Linked DNA regions of Mus musculus: region 1 is linked to region 2. Evidence: chromatin contacts called from public Hi-C data. All regions are on one chromosome and are shown on one strand. The core of a region is the stretch at or near the end of the contact, and the rest is flanking DNA. Distances in the headings are between cores, read along the strand shown. Region 1 overlaps Mnd1 (meiotic nuclear divisions 1). Region 2 overlaps Tmem131l (transmembrane 131 like).

Evidence for each region. Hi-C and Micro-C count contacts between places; a contact is called where the count stands out from the background.
Region 1: a contact with region 2 is called in a Hi-C map of liver, with 2.6 times the contacts expected there. The contact joins two enhancer-like sites. A contact is called at or near these places in 27 of 484 Hi-C or Micro-C datasets (the AML12 cell line, B cells, CD8 T cells and 20 more), 6 of 115 datasets of contacts at active chromatin or transcription factors (acute myeloid leukemia, bone marrow-derived dendritic cells, embryonic stem cells and 2 more) and 4 of 9 other capture datasets (adipose tissue, embryonic stem cells, liver and 1 more).

The regions. Positions count from the first base shown.
Region 1 is chr3:84,105,093-84,110,401 of GRCm38.p6, reverse strand. The region is part of intron 5 of Mnd1 (meiotic nuclear divisions 1); the gene reads left to right. Among named protein-coding and RNA genes, the nearest start is that of Gm30458, 46 kb to the right of the region's middle. Within about 2 kb of position 4,046, at least 8 of the 459 cell types and tissues checked have an H3K27ac peak or open chromatin away from gene starts, as enhancers often do. A contact at or near this core is called in liver, where this site is marked.
Region 2 is chr3:83,934,323-83,939,393 of GRCm38.p6, reverse strand. It overlaps Tmem131l (transmembrane 131 like), which reads left to right. Exons shown (of 35, transcript NM_172681.4): 12 at 649-742; 13 at 1,227-1,380; 14 at 1,802-1,972; 15 at 3,328-3,397; 16 at 4,457-4,574. Among named protein-coding and RNA genes, the nearest start is that of Tlr2, 95 kb to the right of the region's middle. Within about 2 kb of position 3,208, at least 3 of the 459 cell types and tissues checked have an H3K27ac peak or open chromatin away from gene starts, as enhancers often do. A contact at or near this core is called in liver, where this site is marked.

The DNA of each region.
Region 1 (5,309 bases), core at 2,797-5,296, 170 kb before region 2:
GAGTGGGTGTTTTGCTCCTTGGTTTCTGTTGCCCTCTCTGGTTCTTAGGAGAACAATATGGTGGCTGTGAGTTGCCTGGTGGAGAGTACTTCTGAGATCCTGACAGGTATGGCCACTGGGGGCTCCAGTTAGAATGTATTCTTAGTGGAAGCTGATACATGAGATGGAGCTGGGCTAGAAGTGGGGAGGTACAGATAGGGGTTCACAGAGGGAAGAATGCAGAGTGTGCCTTTGGTATATGCTTAGCCACCCTGCCCCGAACAGGTGCAGGGAAGGAGGAGAGGCTGGAATTGGCAGTTTATTGGGTTCCCAGAGAATACATGCTGGATTGGAGGCTTGAATGAAAGGATGTGGGGAGGGAGTAGTGAGGGAGGGAGAAGATCTGTGGGTTCTGCTAGAATTGGGGGCAGGGAGGAAGAGGAGGCTACAGCGGGTGGTCTCATACAGAGGTGAGCATGAGACTGGGCTATTGGGTTTAGAAGAGAGGAAAGACAGTGAAGGCCTACCTGCTTTCCTGGCAGACATGGCAGGCAGGTTCCCAGGAAGTGCCTGCAGAAGGCTGAGACAAAGGGATATGGATGGGATGGGGGTAGGGGTATGGGTAGTGGAGGCTGTAGGAGATCTGCTTGATCAGATGGATATGGGGGCAGAGAGGAACCTAGAACTTTGTACTTGTACTCTACCACTGGGCTACACATGTCCCTAGCCCAACCTGTTTCACTATTAAAAGTGCAATATGTGCTTTAATGTGCTACCAGAGATTTTGTATTTTAGAATCAGGTACTTTCTAGCTTCCTCTTTATTTTAACAATGGAGTTATAAAAATGTTTTAAGTCAAGTGTGGTGGTTCATGCCCATAATCCTAGCACTTAGAAGGCTGAGTCTGGACGACATAATGAGTTCCAGGCCAGCCTGGAATATGGTGTGAAACGTGACTCAAAACAAACATACAAATGACAGGGAATATAGCTAAGTTGGTAGAACTTTTGCTTAGCGTGTACAAAACCATGGGCTAAGCCCCAGTACTGCATAAACCAGGGGTAGTGCTTGCCTGTAAGCCCAATACTCAGGAGGTCCAAAGTTCAAGGTCATTCTCAGCCTCATAGGAAGTTCAAGTCTGGCATAAGGAGACTCTAGTTCAAAACAACGGTAACTGAAAGAAACAAAGGGAGGGAAGAGAAGAAAGACAAATATTGAATAAATTCTCTATATTTTAACATTAAATATCAGCACAGACTACTAAACACTGCACCTTAGCCTCTGTTCCTGTTGCTTGATTGTGAAAGGGAGCAATCTGGAAATGTTCTGCACTACAGAAAGGACTGTGTCACAGTTTATAGGGAGTATGTGCTTCCACATTTACTTCAGATTTATTCTTTCATGTTAGTTTTCAGCAGTCAGAGATAGAAATTGGAGGACAGTAATTTTCTGTATACTGTTTAAGGGAAGGTCAACTCTTGGCATCACCCAGACCTGCTATTTCTGCAGTTGATAGTAGTAGTTGCTGCTTCTTTGTTCCATTTCTTTTTTTCCTTAACACTGGCAGTAGCTGAGAGAAGCACCTACAATGAGTAGTGGCATTGGCATGTCTGCAAATTGTCAGCCAGGCTACCGAGTATGAGTCAATCCATGTAGACGGTAGAACTGGGAGTAGGGAGGCCTTCTGTCAAGCCACAGCAGAGCTTTCAGCCAGCAGAAGAGTATAGTAATTCAAAAAGGCTCCTAAGAATGTCTTAAGACAGGAAGTACTCTATTGAGGTTTTGTCTTTTATTGTCTATTGTAATACTAAGTGTGGGCCCCCAAGAGTCTGAAGTCTGCATGTAGCCCCTGTGACCCTGTCCCACGTTATTTCTGATTGGTGAATAAAGATGCCAACAGCCAAAAGTTGGGCGGATACCTAGTCTCCATATTATCAGAATCTACTTTCCTATTGAACCCCAAATTATTGCTTACTATATTTCATCTGACTGCTCTTAACTCCATTTGGCTAGCCCACAGGGCTACCTCTTTATGACTCATCTAACCCATGGCAGCTTCTCCTTCTCTCTCCTGTACCTTCACCTTGTTCCTCTTCTTCCTCTTCCTCATCTGACCTCAAGCCCTGGAAACTGAAACCTCACCTATGTCTCTTCTGCCCAGCTATTGGCTGTTGGCAGGTCTTGGGGGCTGCACTTAGCATTACAATAGACAATAAAAGACAAAACCTCAACATTCCCACTTTTAGTCCAATAAAGGACTCAGTTCTCTCAGCGACTATGACAAGTATGCAAATTATTAGGTAGGATATATACTTGTAACATCTGGTTCATCATATTTGGCAATTTAGATGAAGTGTTTTATCGTCTATCCTAAGTTAAAGGGTTTATAATTCTGTACCTCAATCATGTTTGATTTTTAACTTATATTACCATCTGAAAGCCATCCTTTTAAATCTAGAACTTCTTTAATGCTAAACAACATAAATTCAATTATGAGACTATAACTAGTCTTCAACCCCGTCAGAGATTTAAAAAGGAATATATATTCAAATATATATTGCAGGTATGCAGTATGCAGGAGCATAGCTTCCAAAATTTAAACAGTTGGCAGAGACAGATGACTTCCTGGACAGTCCCCAATGTTCCTTACAGTGTTCGAACATCTATCTTCAGCTTTCTGGCCCAGAACATCTGAAGCAGGAATTATGAATGACTAGCTTACCCTGCCTTAGCAGAGCTTAGCAGTCGACTATCCTGCACCTGTTTGTCCTTTTTGGACAGCATTCTATCTGTAGATGAAATTAGGGCTTTTTTTTTTTTTTTTTTTTTTTTTTGGCCAGTGACTAGCTGTCACAAATGAAGCAACACTTCATGGAAGTATTTGTGCTTAACATCTTCTTTGAAGTGGAATGGGGTACTGTCAGAAGCAGATCTGTTTTGTAATCAAAAGATCTTTTAATAATGAAATGGTTTTAAATGCTATATTCTGTGGATCTGTGACACATTTAAAGACCATCTATCCATATGTAGCATAACTGAATTGTTAAACATTGATTATTTTTAGCTATTTACTATGTGAATAACCTTGAAAACATTTTATTGTATGTAACTAAATTAGAATTAGTCTAATCTGACCATGAAGGTGCAGGAGGGAGATAGAGAAGCCACCTGAGTTAGATGAGCCATAAAAAAAAAAAACATGGTTCTGTAGGCTAGCCAATTGGAGGTAAGAGCAGCTCAGATCAAATATAGCAATAGTAAGTAATAATTCAGGGTTATGAGTAGGAAAGTAGATTCTGATAACATGGAGGCTTGGTAGTTGCTCAGCTTTTGTGCTGCTTAAGCCTTATTAAAAATATAAAGGCTGTTTATGTTTTTTTTTTTTTTAATCTGGGAACTCAATAAGCAAAGGCGGGGCTGGGTTTAAATAATTTCTATAACAGTACTCACCCTGTCTGTTAGAGATCAGTCACAGCAATGCTGCTGAAGAAGTAGCTACACCGGGTACATTGTCAGGTACTTTCCAAGTGCAGTTTGTTTGCCAACAGTTTAAGAGGTGACTGCCATTCCTATCACTAGTTCTGTATTTGAGGAACTAGAAGCACGAAGGCATTGAATACCTTGGCGGAGGTTCCTGCACTGGTGCCGTCTAGGCTGTCTTCACATCCAGTGCCTGCAGAGCTGTCATTGCACTCACATGGGTGTTCTCCCTCTGCTTCTCTTCTCTTCACTAGCCTTCCCTTTTCCTCTTTCTTCTGTCAAAGAATGGATCATCTGGGCTTAGATAGCAAGGAAAGACCATTCCGTTACATCCTACTTAGCCTTAAATTTATTTCTCTGAGCTGTGTCAATGTGGCATTTACTAATTATATTTACCCATTTATATTTAAGTCATGCATAGTTCAGTTTCTCAGTCATAGCTACCATCATGGCACACATGTGTCTAATGACCCTGTAGTGGAGAGTGTAGAGCTAGGATGTCCCCACCATGCAGGGCTCTATGGGCTGGGCTGTTCTAGAGCATCTTACCGTCTAGACAGCAACAGCAGCAGCAAAGCCAAAGCTAGAGAACAAGGAGAAAGTGCAGGGTGGCAGGCAGGGAGCCTTGGGCCAGTTCCAGGCAGGCCATTTGAACTTTGACTTTTGCCTTAAATTTATCTGAGAATCTTTGCCAGCTTTGTGTGAAATTATTTTTCAGATTTCACAAACGTTAGTCACACAGTTGTAGCACCATGGCATCTCTGAGTTGGTGAAGCCTCTGCCTGAAATGTCACAGGGTACCTGTCTGTTGGCTCATGCTATTTAAAAGCCTTATGCTGTTCCCCTTGAAAGAAAAATGGCAGGAGGCCATTTCTGATCCCTTTAAATATTTATAAAGGTTAATCATTTAAAATTGAAAAGAGCTCTAGAACTTTTTTTCAAACACTCTTTAAAGGATAATTGCTTAATGACTGATGTTGACAGAAACTGTGACTTACATGAGTTAGCACAAGCCATGAAACTACCCAAAAAGTAGTGCGAGTTTTCCCCTGATGTATGGTAGCATCATCACCTTTGAGTTCATCCATGTTAACCATCTGTTCCTGTCTGCTTACAATTATTACACTCAACATATTTATTTTATTTAATTATTCAGTATCTATGAAAAGCACTTGAGATTTCAGCAAAGGATGAGAACTAGGCTTATTATACTGTTCACATGTGTGAGGACAAGCACACCTCAGTTTCCACAGCGGGAGTGGCTCCTAGACCTTGTGAGATACTAAAATCTGGATGTTCAAGTTCGTTATTTTAAAAAAAAAAAATGGGCAAGTGAGGCTCCCCAGGTAAAGGCTTTCCAAGCCTGACAGCCTAAATTCAATCCCTAGGACCCTCGGGATGGAAGGAGACCTGGCTCTTGCAAGTTCTCTGATATCACACAAATAATAAATAAATTAAAATGCCAATTATATGTCTTTGTATAATACATTTATGCAAAATGCATATTTAGATATAAATGTAATACATGTCTACAAGATGGCATAATAGCTGCTTATAGTTTTTATAATAATCTTTTAAGTAATATCTAGATTACTTATAATTCCTACTACAACAGAAATGCTCTGTAAACATTTGTTATGTTGTATCATTCAGAGGGTGAGTGCATTGAGAGAAACTTCTGTACATGTTTAGTACAGGTGGTGGGGGTTGCCTTGTTTTGTTGTGTTTTTTAAGTAGTTTTGATAGTGGATAATTGGATCTTCAGATGCAGAACCCATGGACACTGAGAACTGAGTAGATAAATATAGCATGTCAAAACATGTATTTTTGAAATTTATTACTTCATTACA
Region 2 (5,071 bases), core at 1,959-4,458:
ATGCCTGCAAGAGTGTTCAAGACAGCACTGGGGTTTGCTGTGTGAAGTAACTGAGAAGTGGGCTGAAGGCTGACTCTACTTCGGTGGGTTTTTGTTAATGTTTGAATTTTGTTTGGAACCACGTGTACTTTAAGTAGAAGCAGTTAGAATAGTGTGAGTTAAGAAATCAGCAGCAGTGATTTGATACCAAGATGTGGATCAGACGCAGCCTGGAAATGGCGTTTGTGTAAGCACACTTGTGTTCCTCTGGGCTGTTTGGATCTCAGTCTCTCTCAGTCCTCCCCAAACTCTTCTTTACTCCGCCCAGTGGGCTGCTCTCTCCTCCCTACTGAGCTAAGGCCCTCCCTCGCATCTGTATGGAAGACAGCCTCAAAGGAGAAGCTTCAAAGTCAGGACTCCCTGAAGGAACTGAGAGGCTGGTTAGGAAGAAGGGAGGGAAGGGTGTAGCTGCTGTAATTCCAGATGACCGTTAACAACTGGCCAGGAAGAAAACTGGGAACAAAAAGGAAGCTGTTTGTCTCTGTGCTTAGCTTAAGCTAGCTTAATGGACACAGCAAAGGCAACTAAAATATACAAACTGTCTCATTTCTATTCAGGTTTAATGAAAAGAAAGATACTAATTTCACATTTATTTCTCCGTACCCATAGCAGGTACCTCGTGTGACAGTGGAATCATGGGCCTGAGGAAAAAAAAAGCTAGCCCAGCAATGCAAGCCTGCCTGTCCTCTCCTGTGGTGCAGGGGTAGGTGGGACCTGCCTTCTCCTGAACCCCAGTTTTCAGTTTGCTATTACAGGGTTTTTTTTTTGTTTGTTTACTTGTTTGTTTTTGTTGCTGTTTTATTGTTATGTAGCAATGCTTTAAAAGTGTGACTGTTGTTACTGCATGACTTCCTGGACTGGCATCTCCTCGAGTTATCAAAATGGAGAAGAGAGGTTAAATGATTCACTGGGGGAGGGGGCTAGGTTTGAACCAGGTAATCAGAAGAAATTGCTCCTGTGGTATTTCCTGAGTTGTATTGGGATCCTAGTTTTGCCCTGGTCATGGTCACCGCAGCCTTGCCTACATTGCTCTGTGGGCAAGCCAGGAGGCTGAGGGAGATGCTGTTGATAGTAATGACTATCAACAGGGATGTTTTCTGCGCTCATGTCCTCAGTTAGAGGCTCTACAGAGGACAGAGAGCTGTGCTTCGTGCAGGGCTGGTCACATGCATGCCTTTTCTTCACAGGTATTTCAGAACGGATGCCTCTACAGCCCAGTTTCACATAGAGAGTCACGAGACTGCAACAGGAGTCTGGTCAATATGGTACCGCAGCCATTTTGACCAGAGCATTGTATTAAAAGATGTGTTTGTTTCCAAGGAGACCAAGCACATTTTAAAGGTATGCACAGTGCCTTTTCTTCAACCTTTAGCCTAGTTTAAGCTTTGTTTAATATCATGCTATGAAACCAGTATCTATAACACCTAATTCTGGTTTTAAAATTTTAAAGCAAATATAGTTTGTTTTTAACATTTTATAGTTGCTTTTAGTTCAGTTGTGGCTATCTGTACTTTCTTCTCTCAGAATAAGCAGTGTTTATGATTAAGATATGTGGCTTGACAAAAGTACTTTAAGATTTCTGCTGTGAGATTTAAAATACTATCTATTGAAAAGTAAACTTTGTTTAAAATCATAAATATTTGATCTGTAACAAATGGAACTTCTAATTTCTAAACCATAGAGCAAATTTACCATTCTACTATCATGAGTTTAGTCATAGCGAGTGCGAGGAAGCAACTTCTCCTGCTTCTTTTCTTTGCAGGTTCTGAGTTTCCGAGGCCCTTTATTTCTACCCCCAGGCTGTTGGAATATATTTTCTCTGAAGCTTGCTGTTAAAGGCATTGTCTTAAACCTGTTCACCAATGTATTTCTGACTACAAACACAGGTGCCATTTTTGCAATACCTCTGCAGATTTTCTCGGCCCCAACCAAGGTATTGTGCCCAATGCCATGTACTGTAGTGCCATTTAGCAGTCAGAGTTGCCTTGTGTCCCCTGTGCTAAGTTCTTCTTTAAGACTATCTAAGAAATGTAAGATACTACCAAGCCAGTCTTACGTGGTAGACTTGCTTAGATGTGAAATCTTGATTTAGAGAGGTTATTTTTCTCAGGAAGTAGTGATTATTTAATAAAATACGTCATCATCAGAAGATTGATCAGTTTCCTTCCTCTGTGCTGCTGAGGAGCAAGCCCAGGGGCCTGCGTTGCCAGGCAGAGGCTCCTGTCTGTCTCCAGGCAGAGGCTCCTGTCTGTCTCCAGGCAGAGGCTCCTGTCTCCTGTCCCCAAAGCTGGAAAATAGCATTTGCTTACCATAGAAAGTACAGGTGAACTTGTAGTACATGTTTATTGGGACTTCAGTTTAAATCAGTTTATTAGGTGTTTTAAATTGATTTAAGTGGTTCTTAGTTGTTCAGTCTGAAGCCTAAAAGGTTATGAGGGAATTCTTCCTAATTATCTGGGCAAATTGTGTTCTATTTAGATTATTTTAAGCATGTCTCATTTTTTCTTAATGTTTATTTTCATTTAGTTACTGCTTCCTTTGAGCCAAGCTATTCTGTATAACACTGAGTTCTGATTTTTCACAATGAGACATTCATGCAATCATCTTTATGGTTTTTTTTCCTCACTTATTAGTGTTGATGTTTTACAGTTAGAAATGCCTCACCCTTAGCTGAGGGTGTTAAGGTAGGACTTGACACACCTATTCAGTAAGAGTATGAGGGTCATTCATTTAGTCATATTTTGAGCAGAAGGGATTTCCTAAAAAATATCTATTTCCAATTTCCAATCAAGAGATGCGTATAAGAACAGTGACTAAAGAGGTGGGGCAGGAGCAGATGGAAGTAGGACATAAGCACTCTCCAGACCTGGAGGAGGCCGCTGCAAGTTAGCAAGTCTGGCATAGCCTGTCTAGAAGAGGAGAGGAGAGTTACAGACAAGCAGAATCCAGACCCACCAGCAATGGTCTGCGTCTGATTCCCATGGTAGCTTGATGTCTTGTGGGTCCACCGGTTGTAGTCTAGTCACTGACGGTTGTACAGAAGCCACTGTAAGTTGTTATTGTAGACACTGATGATTGTCCAGAGGGCATGGTAGTGACTCTGGGCGGCTCAGCCCAGACACCTCAGAGCTGACAAAGGGATAAAGAAATTGCTTCTTAGTTGTTTGGCTTCTGGTTAAAGGGGAGTCCTTTGAGGTAGAGGCCAATGTCCGCTTTGTATCTTAGTGTTTAGGATTTGTATGCTGAGTGTTGTGTTGTAAGTTATTCATATGTTACTTTTCAATCTAGGAAGGGAGTCTGGGTTTTGAAGTGCTAGCACATTGTGGCATGCATTATTTCATGGGAAAGTCAAAAACAGGTAAGTGGTTTGCTTTAGGGTCTCTGTAGCACTGCAGTTCGGGGGGACTGGAAAGCACTCAAAGAAGTTAGCGTTTGGAGATGGAATGAATTAATAATTAATCCTGTTAAAGTGATTGCGTCATACTGGATGCTGAGAGAACGTGATCATTGACAGTCAGAATGACCTGAAATTGTTGGTCACCCTCCAGACTCAGGAGGGGTCCTTGGAGAAGCAAGCATGTCCTCTTTTTCTTATGTAGCTTGTGCTTTTGTGAGAGATTACAAAGTAATACTGTTTGGTCGTAACGGCCTTATCACCAGGAAAAACTGGGCATCGGGGATTCTTCTCTGAAAGCTGATAGAAGTCAGACATTGGGAACTGCATCTGCAGTCTCTATGCATCAGCAGGGGCCTGGTGTGGCATGAGAACGGAGGCCTGGATACTTGAGTTGGAAGATGTTCCTGGGTTTTGGTTTATTTTTATTTTTGTATTTTGACTTACTGAGATTTCTGATGTAAGGAGAGTTATAGCATAAACTTAGCCTTTGGGAAAACCCCCTTTTTCTCCCCAGCATCCCAGTTAGACAGGCTAGGGCAGATGTATGGAGGTGACGTAATCATAGCCCAGTTGGTGAAGATGTGTTGTAGAGGACCAAGCCCCTGGCCTGGGCCCGCTTTTGAGAACCACTGTTTGTCCCTCCACATCTCAGGCCCACATAGTACCCTGAGAGATGCAGCGGGCCACCGGTGTTTCCATGGATGCAGCTGTGCACTTTAGATCCATGATTTTGAAAATGCTGCTCACATATTTTTGATTTGTCTCAGGCTGCATCATGAGCCATGTGTCTTTTACGTTATTGCCTTCACATGATTTGCTTTAGTTTAGTTTTGTTTTTTTACATGTTTGTTTAATTTGATGTTCTCATGTGTCATGAGTTAGCAGGGCCTTGGGGGGGAGCTACAGATGTTACCCTCTCCACTGTCCTCATAGTTTGTGAAGTTTGGCCAGCCCTTGGCATTACTTACTAACTTAATTGTACGTTGTAAATCTAAGTTTTGAATTTGATCTAACTTTTAGAAAATCCTAATTGGGAAAGAAGCCTTTCTCTGGATCGGTCCACCTGGGACATGGATTCTGAACTTGCAAATAAGCTGTATGAAAGATGGAAGAAATATAAAAGTGGCGATGCTTGCAGGTACGTTCCTGCTCAGCAGGGAGCAGTCACCGCTCCACAGCCCAGTATGCTCCAGACTGTTAGGGACTGGCCAAGCTGGCAAGCCTCTGACGCTCTGGCAGCGCGTCACAGTGGGTCTTCCTCAGCTGTTCCTCGGCCAGTTGCTCATCAGCTGTTAAGACTTTTCAGTTTTCTGTATTATTTCTGGGTTTATGCATGTGTGCATGGTCACTGACCTTATTATTTTTTTTTTTCCTGAGCTGTTTGAAAATAAGCAGTGAATGTCCTCCCGGAGCCCTCAGTTCCGTATTGGGGAAGTCTTTCCAGCCACCGCACTGAGGCTCTCAGGACTCCATTAGGAAAGGACCGGAGAGTACTCTTTTGTGTAACGTTAGCACTTCAGCCAGCAGTTGGACAATAATCTATCATATGCAGTTCATACTAAAAGTCCCTTATAATACCTGTTGCAGGACCCTCACCCCCACCCCCACCCTGTTTTCCTTTGTTTTAATTCAGGA